2 separate regions of the Bombyx mori genome follow, and region 1 is linked to region 2. A link is a contact called in public Hi-C data. All regions are on one chromosome and are shown on one strand. The core of a region is the stretch at or near the end of the contact, and the rest is flanking DNA. Distances in the headings are between cores, read along the strand shown.

Region 1 (5,708 bases), core at 2,160-4,659, 41 kb before region 2:
GGTCAAGTCTCAATTGTACTGTGGTCGGAAGTCCTGGCGTGGAAATTAGGGAACCGGGAGCTTGAAAGTTTGAAATAGGTGCATTTGTGAAATAAGCTGGCCTAAGTATATCTATAAGTGCTCTCTTCCACAAAATGGGCAAAATAGAAAGGAGAATTGCTAGGGCAGATTTTTTTAATTTCACAATTAGTAAAAAAAGATAATAAATAAACATAAACCTGATTTTAATTTTACTGTAATTTAATTTGCTATTTTTTAATATTATACTAGCTGACCCGGCAGACTTCGTAGTGCCTCAATCTACAAATAAAAGACGTAAACTTTTGTATAAAATAAACTTAAGACAAACAAAAGGAATCCGTCCGACGGGGGACACATCAAAAGAAATACAAAATTGTTATTTTTATTTAATTCCGAGCATTTTCATATTTATCTACATTTTAAGCCTTCTCTGAACTTCCACAAATCATTCAAGAACAAAATTAGCCAAATCGGTCCAGTTGTTCTCGAGTTTTAGTGAGACTAACGAACAGCAATTCATTTTATATATATATAGATTTTAATATATACGATAGTCTTGAGACAACACGCTGTATAAAAGATTAGGTAGAAATTATGTCCCTGTCTCTTATCACTTCGATCGCATCGTCGCGAAGCGCCTCTAAGGACACAGCTCTACGCGAGATTACTCTACTCTATACAAAACTTGTTTTATCCAACTGCTATTCAGTATTATGTAAAATCTTAGTTCGAGCGACTATTATAATAATTGATACGCGTTCGTCAGAGCTGACGTTTTGCGATGATGAGTCAACAGCTTAATTAAGGACAGAGGCCCATGGACATCATAACGGGATTGTGTGGAGACCGACGAATTGACCACTGCAAACTATTCGAAAGCAGTTTTTAAATAAAAAATGGCCCTGTGTGAATTAAGTAACTAATTTTGAAGAAAACTTGGGTAGGTACATATTTTTTGCACCGTTTTCATGTATGTGGCATTCCCGTTACAATGTCCATGGACTTCTGATAAATTTAAAGTAATCCAAATGACAGACCCAACTTTGTTGACACAACTTTTCTTCAAAATTAGTTACTCAATTCACACAGGGCCATATTTTATTTAAAAACTGCTTTCGAATAGTTTACAGTTTACAGTGGTCAAGTCGTCCGTCTCCACGAAAACTGTAAGAGCCACGTTTAATCGTAAAAGTTTTGCTATCTATGCTACCGAAAAAAAACCGAACAGAATGTTTTTTTTATGTATTCACGGACTTCAAATGTTCGGCTGAAATAATTTCTGGTCCCACTAGTCTTCTTTTTCTTGCCCTTATCACCCTTGTCCCCAGGCCAATCATACGTTATCTCTGAACTCACACCCTTCTCTCGCATATACACTTTTACACAGCCTATCCAAGTCTCTTTAGGACGCTGCCTCCTCACATTACATTTTACTTTCATAGTGGCCACACTAAACGTAAACTCAATGAATTAAAGATGCATCAAATTTTTAAGGTCAAACATCAATAAATCACTCTACGAACATTTTATTCAGTGGACGTATTTCAAAAGACACATTCGCACGTAGCCGCCTTCTCAACAGTTATGGACAACTACCGGGAAATAGAAAAAAAAAAAGCTATAAATCAATCCGCGTTTTATTAGTACTGTCAACAAATATACATATGTTTTAGGGTTGGATCTATCAAAGCGAATGCGGAATCTATATCAGAACGGTTTTCAACGAGATAATAATTAGTTTATTTAGGACATCATTGTTGCGCGGCAATAAGTTGTTGGTTTACCAGTGATTTTATATTATACGATTTGATCTTGTTAATTCATATTCATTAATTAGATACAAATAGGTTGAAGAAATTTGGAGAATTAAGAAGAGAGATACGTGTTAAAATAAAATGAGTGTGGTAAAATAAGATGATGGATAATATGGCAATACCTAAAGAGGCTGAGGTCACATCCTCCTCTTCGCATCGTGTTCCTCAGTGCCGAGGGTCGTGACCTTTATGGAGCACTTTTATTCGATGTTCCTCCATTCTTTCCTGTCCTCTCCGTGGTGGATAATGACATTGATACTGGAGTCCAATGTCGTCTTAATTTACACATAAAATAAGGTCGCACATAATCGATTAGTGTTATCATTGAAATATTTAAAATTAAATCGATTTTTTTTTCTATTATGCTAATACGGAACCCTCGAACATGAATCCATCCGATCGCACTTATCACATGATCCGACCACGTATGGACATTAAATTAAATGTACGTACAACACGGCGCGAACAAACCGGCCGTGGCGTTGTCACACCGTGTTTTCGCACGGTATCGATACAATCGATTTCAGTCGACCACACGTGACTGATGATCGAAACGATTAGAACACTGGCCGTTTCACTCGATTCAACCTTTTTGAATTTGAAATTCTTTGACGTTCGTAATTTAATTTTCTTGAGTAGAATTTCAGTCTGATCGATTTTTGAAAATTAAGCGGGATTTTATTTTTAAGTCATTAACACGAATCATTAACTTATTTTCATTTAACAAATAATAAATCGCATAGTTAAGTTAACATATTTTAAATTTTTCGAGTGTTTTCATTTTGTTTGGACTTACGTCTGTAATTTGAAAAAGAAAGTGATGAAAAATAGCAAAATAGTTTACAACAAAAAATTGAATATTCCGCAATTAATACTATTTGTTCGTTTGATCCAACAAGGCATAGTATAATAGCGGTAATTACACACAAAAAGATTAACAAACCCGCCCAATCATCCTATTCGGTTTCTAAAGCCACATCCCATAACGCGGCTGTCAATAAAATAGTGACGGGGAAGTGACGTTCACGCGGTATCGATAAAATCGAGTCTCGACTCGCGAGCGCCGGCCACACGGAGCGAGAGTCGTGTGCGAACCGCGTACTTGCACGCCAGCGATTATTAAGTAGTATGCGTTTCAATTGCCCGACGTGTGTTCACTATATTTATTGCACCTTTTCAATGGCTGAATAGAGATAAACACCGTGCTGTGCACAGATTAATGTTGTTTTTGTTCGGCAAGTATAAAACGTCGAGGGTTGTTTGTTATTATTTAATCTGAAGTCGACATCTCGTTGTGAACGTGAACGGGATTAAGTTTAGTCATAAAATTCGAAATTCGATAATTTTTTTTGCTCACACACAAAATCATCTTTGCCGGCATAAAGATCTCTGAGTGTTAACGTAAGTACGAATTATTGATTCCGAGAAATACTTGAGAGCGCTCGAAACTGCACACTTAATTATAAGGCGAAAAATAAAACGAATCAAGCTTCAGACTCGGAGGTAAAGTAACTGGCGGGAGACCCTGTCATTACATACCCTGATTGAGGACCTCCGTGATGATAAAATAGCACTCAATTATAGCGATGACAATTCTCCGATTGCTCATATTGTGAGCCTAATTATAAGTGTGTCGTGTATTTAATGGAAAGGGTATTGGACGAAGTAATAAAACGAATAATGAAAATTTAATTTTTATTACGCTAAACTAGCTCACGGCTCATCTAGTAATATGTGACTGGAGCTTATAAGCGCGCTTACCTTGAAATATGAATAAGTGCGAAGACAGTATCGCTTCGCTTGTGCGAATGCCCTATCACCACTTACAGCAAATTCATTAAGTTAGGAATTTTGAATTAGGAATTTGTTAGTCTCAAAATTAAGTTAACTTCTTTTTTCTTTTCAAAACTAAGTCTGTTCGTTATCTTTTCTGTGAGCGTGGCCGGTTTTTGCGAGGACTTTCCGAGACCTGGAGTGTGGTATAATGAAGCCATTACCCGCAAGAACAAGCCTCGGCGAAGGCAAGTCTTACGAGAAAAAAAAATTACACCGAAAACGCCCGAAGCGACTCTCGTGCGCCGACATGCTGTCTTGCCAGCGTGGAGAAAAGGAATAAAAAAAAAAAAAAAATTTAAAGTTCGTTAGGACTCGTTTCGCGGTCCCGCTTTCGAATTCAAATGTTCAAAAATATCCTTTTATTTTTTTTATGGAACGAAGTTAACCGTTGTCAGAATTTAAGTTTTTAAATAGATCTGCCGCCGTTGTCCGAGTGAGATCTCACTCCGGAATTTTAATGATATAATAATCGAAGTACCTAACTATATATAGACGTATAAATGAAAATATTAATTAATTAATTTCCAATGAACGAATAGCAACTCACTCGGTTATTAGTACGGACGCTTTTTTTATATTTCGTATTGAATAACAAACAGATGATGACGCTGCGTATTTTATACGAAAACATTTCTTAATAACGCATGACTCTCATAGGAGATCTCTATTCACAGGGTCTTGATCCGAGTTAATGATCTGAAACTTTGATAAACTTATTACAATTAAATTGACGAAAAAATATGAAGCAGAATCTGGTAGGAGGCCACGACAACAACTTATCACACGAATTTAGGGTAAACATTCAAACCGCTTTTGTGTTCTTATGAAACTAATTCGACCTTCGTAAAAAGCCTTTACAAAAGATTTAAACATTTGATGAACAATTTCTCCACGCACGTAATTCATAAAAACCATTTTAGATGGAGCCGTTTCCGAGCGTGTAATCGACGATGTACTCGGGAAGACAATTTAAATTTTGAACTCGTCATCACACCGTCCCGGTACATGTTAATCCGAGATCATTAGCCGCGATAAAGACATGCAGTGATTACCCTACAATGCGAGATAAAAAAAAAAACGCCTTAATCAATTCAAAAGAGTCGTAAGAAAGCGACGATGCTACACCCACGGATCCGGTCTGTAGCTACGGAGACGTAAATAAGGCGATTCGTAAGGGTAAAATTCTGATACGACGTTTAATTAAGGACATTGTCGTAGGCTACAGAGTTTACGATGATCGCTGCCTCCAATATCCAACGGGTACGCGTGTGACATGATTTCATTCTTAAACTTTCACTGGGAGAGACAAGCATATCGATATGGGTAGCATTGCGTAGCTTACCATAAAAATTGTAAACTAAAACACCTGGTAAAGTGGTTGGAATTTCATCGCCTTACCAAACAATGACTCAATTTACAAATAAATAGACTAAAATATGATTTTAAAAATTCTTGTCTCGATATCAATCGAGTAATTAATATATCGACGCTTGAAAGGCAAACGTGACTAAGCGACAATAACTGCTTTATACATAAATGATAGGCAATAACCATATTCGATGCGCAAAAAATAAAATATATATTTCTAGGTCTATTAAAATAATTTCAATCCTACAACTACTAGCTAGATTCTACTACAGCTAGATTCGTTAAAATAAATTTTGTTTTCAGGTATTTCAACTTTAAATTATTAGTCTACTGTAAAATTCAAGCATTGTCGCTTAGTCACGTTTGCCTTTCAAGCGTCGATATGGTCATCTGTCTTTGATTCACTTGCAACATCTAAAATTAATCGGACTTTGAAATTGGTGAAAATTAAGCTAATAAAAGCGTGTTTCAAACGAAATATATCTTATTAGCATATACACGTAGATCAGTTTACAATCTTACTATATTTTAATAGACGTCAATACAATCCCCTACTAAAATTACTCTGACCTTTGTAACGCACGATTAGTTCCCGACTAAGACAGGCAGCCTATTAACATGCCCCACCAGGAACATAGGGGAAAGGGAAGTTTTAGATTATCAAGTCAA
Region 2 (5,460 bases), core at 645-3,144:
AGGTTGCTGATGCAATGCCAGGGGCACAGCCAAGCGGCTGCCTTCAAATGGCGCGTTTGTAATATTTCCGCCATTTATAATTAATATCACAATGTCACATGTGTGTTTATTTTTCATGTTAAGCCCGGTGCTTATTGATAGTACCGGTAGTAACCGTTCTCGTCGAACCCGTCGACGAGCGAATTAACCCATAGACACAGCCCACTGAGTTTCTCGCCGGATCTTCTCAGTGGGTCGCGTTTCCGATCCGGTGGTAGATTCTGCGAAGCACTGCTCTTGCTAGAGCCAGTGTTAGCATCACTCCGGAAGGCTATCAGCATAGGTAGGAGGAAAAGTTGATAAGTACATGGCCCTTTCTGCCATCAATTAATTACGAAAGTGTAAAGACGATTCGCTTAAACTCTAAAGATTGGAATCATCAGTAGGTATTTGATTGTAATAGCGACCCCGATCTCATCCCTTAAGGTGGACAATGGCTTTAACTTCACATAGTACATGATTTACCAGTCAAATACTAAGCGGGGAACAAAAATGAAAAATTGATCTAATGTTTCAGAGAATTAAAAGTTAATTATTGAAGTTAGGCAAGATTTTTTTTATTATTTTGTTTGTCAAATTTAACGCGATTTATTTAAAAGAATATTCATCGTCGTTCGATAATGGATTTTTTGATCGACCAGAACCCAATCTTACTAATGTCACTTTCCCAACTTTCTTGCGTATCAAGCTACGTTCGACAAACTATATCGAGAAAATACAGGCTGAAATGGTAACGATTTTGTATTCATTGTAAAATTGTACTATCGATTTGATTTCCTGCATCTCATTATTATATTTATTAAAATGATATAATATCAGGTTTTGTTCACGGTCAAAATTAAATTATCTCATAATATATCTGACGTAACTAGCATTTGGGGTTTCGGTTTTAGAGATATGATCTAACAAATTCTTCTGCTTTTTCTTTTTTAACAATTAACGAGAAACTATGATGTAATTTATTTGCGTATTTATATGCAGCCAAGTTTATAGAATAGGTAATGTAAGCGCAGTGTATCAAAATATTCACATTCGTTTTTTTAACAAAAAAGATAATCATAAAACGTCTCTTATAACGATAAATCAAAATAATATCTTCCATTATTCAGCTTACATCCGTCCCGCTTCAGAGAATCAAAACTTATACGTGTTGAATTTAAGAAATGTTAAATACGTAATCCTCTCTGTTCAGAAGTGACATATAAAATGTAAAAACTCCGGTCAATCCCGGGAATAACGAAAAACGTGACTGAACTGCAACATGGGCTCCCCGTCGTCCTGGTCTCTCCTTTGTTTTTGAACACACAAAAAGTCCAATCCCTTTTCGACCAAAATCGTAGCAGGTACAAAATACTCGAGCCACATGTTCAGAACTTTTAACTTCACTTGTCACTTTTAAAAATATATTTCAATGCATTTTCAGCGTTACATTTGAAAACAAAAAAAAGAAAAACAGGTAATTCATAAAATCGTTTTTGTCGAGCTGTGAATTATTTTAAACTTTTACTAAGAATAAATTCGATTAAGTGAATTCAGATGACTTACAGAAAAATATCTTCATTAGTCGGGTCATCTCGTGTCAAACTATATCGCCGGCAAAGCAATCCATTCGCATAATAATAAATACCGCACATAACACATGCTCACTTGTCAATTTATAAAACCAAAAATAAAACTATTTGTCACAGCGGGATAAATAAATAAATAGTCACTTTACACCCACGGCAATAACCGTTCGCGTGGTTTCAAAATGTTTGTTTTTTTTATTTAAGAAATAATAACGATTTCAAATCAATTAAAATACGAACACGTCCACTATCGACGCGGCCCGAGCCGACATAGAATAGTAATAGCGGCCGGCCAGCGGGTCTGCGGGAGGACACGGACGGCGATTCCATCTCAATCTCGCCCGTCGAAACGAGACAGTAACATGACAATAAACGTTTGTAAAACGTCAGGAGCGAAAGAGACAGCCGTTTTCTCATTACACACGCGTCGAACGTGACATTTCAATAATTACGTCCCGCTCGCACTGAGAGTTATTTCAATACAAATAACATGGAAACGAATTTTTTCGTTGTCTCTCTCTGGCGGGGATAGTGCTAACCAGATAATGTCTTAATCGCATTTCCTCAGCGCTATGCTGAATGATGCACTAACATAAACAAAGATAATTCATGAATTTGCATGGTCGATAAAAGTTTTTTATCGAGTCTAGTGGACGTTTAAAATAACTCAGTGAGTGGGAGGTCTGACACTAATTGCAGGTGTTAGTTGATTCAAGGCAATAATGCTTAATCTGGGTAATCTAGAAAATTAATTTGGTCAATAAGAATCTTTTAATACAATTAATATTAAGTTGGATATAATCAATTTAAGAAAAAAAAAGAACGTATTGAAAAAAATTATTCGAACCTTTGAATTTAGTTTATTTTTAATAGTTTTCAATTTATTCCATGTGTTAATAAAATCTATATATCATCGAGTTTTGTAGTATTAAATAGATACATTTATGTAACTTTGCTATTTACCGCACAGGAAGTTTTTATCGAAATCTAATTTGAAGATCACTTTAAAGTTTAAAGCCTAATACCGAATTTCTCAAACATAAGATCTACGTAAATTGATTGTTCCGACCGTATTTATTATAATACATTGATTAGTGTTGCACATATTGTGAATACTAATCGGGTTTTATTAATAATAACTGTATTAGCCAAACTGACTGCAACATTTTATTTATTGCTTAGATGAGTGGACGAGCTCACGGCCCACCTGGTGTTAAGTGGTTACCGGAGCGCATAGACAACATAAATGCCGTATACCTAAGGCAAGAGTTCTAAGGTATTATTAGTTTTAACAGTACAACAGCTGTCCCACCCTTCAAATCGAAACACATTACTGCTTCACGGCAGAAATAGGCAGAGTAGTGGTACCTATCCGTGCGGACTCACAAAACGCCCTACCACCATTTATTACGCAAATTATAATTTTGCGGGTTTGATTTTTATTACACGATGTTATTCCTTCACCGTGGAAGTCAGTCGTGAACGTTTGTTAGTACGTATTTCATTAGAAGAATTGGTATCTGCTTGCGGGATTTGAACACCGGCACAGTCGCAAGATACGAATGCACCAAACGTCTTATCCTTCAGGCCACGACCTCTTCAATTAGAATCTAATGAATAACAAAAATTACTGTAACTCAAATTTTATAACCTTGCCATCCGTCTAGATATATTAAAGATTTATCTTAGAATTTGGTGTCTTGCCTAAGTTGACATGTTACTCGCAAAATTAATTTACAAATTGTGGTTTAATTATCATACCTCATATTATTTTAAGGATTAGGTACACATGGGAAATCTTTGGGTGTATTGAACTATGTACTATTAAGGATTGTTTTAAATTTTCACGACTACATAACGCAGATGGGCTCTCACCCCGATTTTCAAATTTCACGAGTTCCTCATAAATCAAAATCGACGTGTTGCAAGCGCCACAATCACGGATAGACTGAAGAGTGAAGACTGGCATAGGATGTTGGGCGCAGAAAAGTCTGTCAACCTTCTTTCTAGTCAGTTTTTTTGGTGTTACCACTGGAACTCGAATAGTGTTCAGAAAAAACTCTCAATACTGTGGGTTTACGTTGTTAAGGCGAGTCGACGAGTCATCGCAACCGCTCCGAAGTATCGGGAATTCCTGAAATATAAAAATCGTGGTAAGGACCTGTAAAATAATTGTGTGTGCGTGTGTGTGTGTGTGTATTTGTGTGCGTGTGTATGGATAAAGGATTTAAGAAAATGAAATTTGTCTACAAGTCTTATTTAATTTATTATTAGAAGTTTAGCGTCACGTTGTCTTCATACAGACAAACAGAAGAAGGTTTTACAACGTAAGTGATTTTTGCAAATTAGGATAAAATAAATCCAGAATCTCATAGTAGCATGTGGTGGTGCGGTGACAAACAATCCTTCAGAGAATTTAGTGATTAATTCGACCGCATCTGATTTATATCGGATTTTCTTCCTCTTAACTAAATTCTTCTAATACTTAAAACACATTTGGTGTGTTCCATCTTTAGTATTAAGTATTAAATTAAATCCAGTGCAAACAATAATGTAATATGTCCGAACAGTAACGAAGAGAAATGAAAATCATAAGTTAAATCGCGCTTTTGTGTAGGTATTTTGGTAGGAACCTTATTAACTTACTGCAGGCTATTAATCTCCCGCTCCTACTCATTTAAACCAACCAAAAATATATTATTACCGATACGTTCGTTAACAATAAAAGATGTAAAAAATATATACGGACTAAATAATTATCTAAACGTCAAGTGGTCGGTAAATACTCATCACTGAATATTTACTTGCGTTGACTGCCGTGTTAATATTTAAACTGGGATGAGGAGCGGTGACGTCTCAAGCAATACACTTACTTGTGTTCCGGGAAAACGGACGAAAGAATCTAGAGAATTTTAGAGACCCCATGAACAAGGGCGCGTTTGGTTAATCGCTTTTATTGACTTTAAGACGAACATGATAGTGGACGTTCGTTGATACCAGCATTGCGAGAGACAGGTCTGAACCGAAGACTTAGGCCAGAGGTCGGCAAAGTGCGGCTCCGGGGCCGCATGCGGCTCTTTAAGCTCTTGAGTTTGACTCTGACACAAATATCCTACGGGCTTGCCTGGCCTCTAATATTATCCGGCTGTGGACGAAATTTATTTATTTATTTAATATATAGCATTTATTTTATGATTTGCAATAATAAATGTTAACTACATTTACAAACAGATGTAGCTTTCAATTTTTTTTAATCGTTTTAATTTTCATATTTGGCTCTTTGGCTTATAAGTTTGCTGACCACTGACTTAGGCTAAGAAATATTTCAGAACAACAGAAGCACATGTCGTAGCAGTCAGGAAGCATCCTGGTGGTCCATTCCGAAGTCGAGTTCTTTTTCGTCGCTACAGTCTTGGCAGAGTGGTTGTAGCCGTAATGTTTTTAGCGACTAGCTTTAGGAACCAGCGCCAATCCTCTCTTCTTGCACCAATCCTCTCTTCTTGCACCAATCCTCTCTTCTCTACAGAGGACTCTCCATTGCAGCCTTAACCTGATTAGTCTCATTGGCGTGGAACTCAGTCTACGATATATCGAGCATTATTCACCGGCAACCAATTTCAATTGCGTCTGTCTTGCGGTAGTCGCTATCTCGCAGGGTTCAGGTGCTAATGAGATCCAGCAAAAATTAACAAATTAATTTCAAGGTATTTGCGGTCTCTGCTCCGAGAGCCCAGATTCGTGATATTGGGATAATCGAAAAAACTACCGGTCTTAATCAGCGCGGTCAAACGGCAGTCGATTTTTGACGGTAGTACGAGATATTTTCCCGGTCTTTGCAATATATAGGTGCGTC

Evidence for each region. A called contact is a pair of places that touch in the nucleus more often than the background predicts.
Region 1: a Hi-C map of middle silk gland shows a contact between it and region 2, with 1.4 times the contacts expected there. The contact joins the enhancer-like site here to the promoter of LOC692674 in region 2. A contact is called at or near these places in 2 of 7 Hi-C or Micro-C datasets (middle silk gland and whole pupa).

The regions. Positions count from the first base shown.
Region 1 is chr27:6,475,057-6,480,764 of ASM3026992v2, reverse strand. The region is part of intron 1 of LOC692674 (transcriptional activator cubitus interruptus); the gene reads right to left. Among protein-coding and RNA genes, the nearest start is that of LOC134201515, 20 kb to the right of the region's middle. Within about 2 kb of position 3,409, at least 7 of the 8 cell types and tissues checked have open chromatin away from gene starts, as enhancers often do.
Region 2 is chr27:6,432,317-6,437,776 of ASM3026992v2, reverse strand. LOC692674 (transcriptional activator cubitus interruptus) reads right to left here and starts at 1,894. Exons shown (of 21, transcript XM_062676509.1): 1 at 1,585-1,894.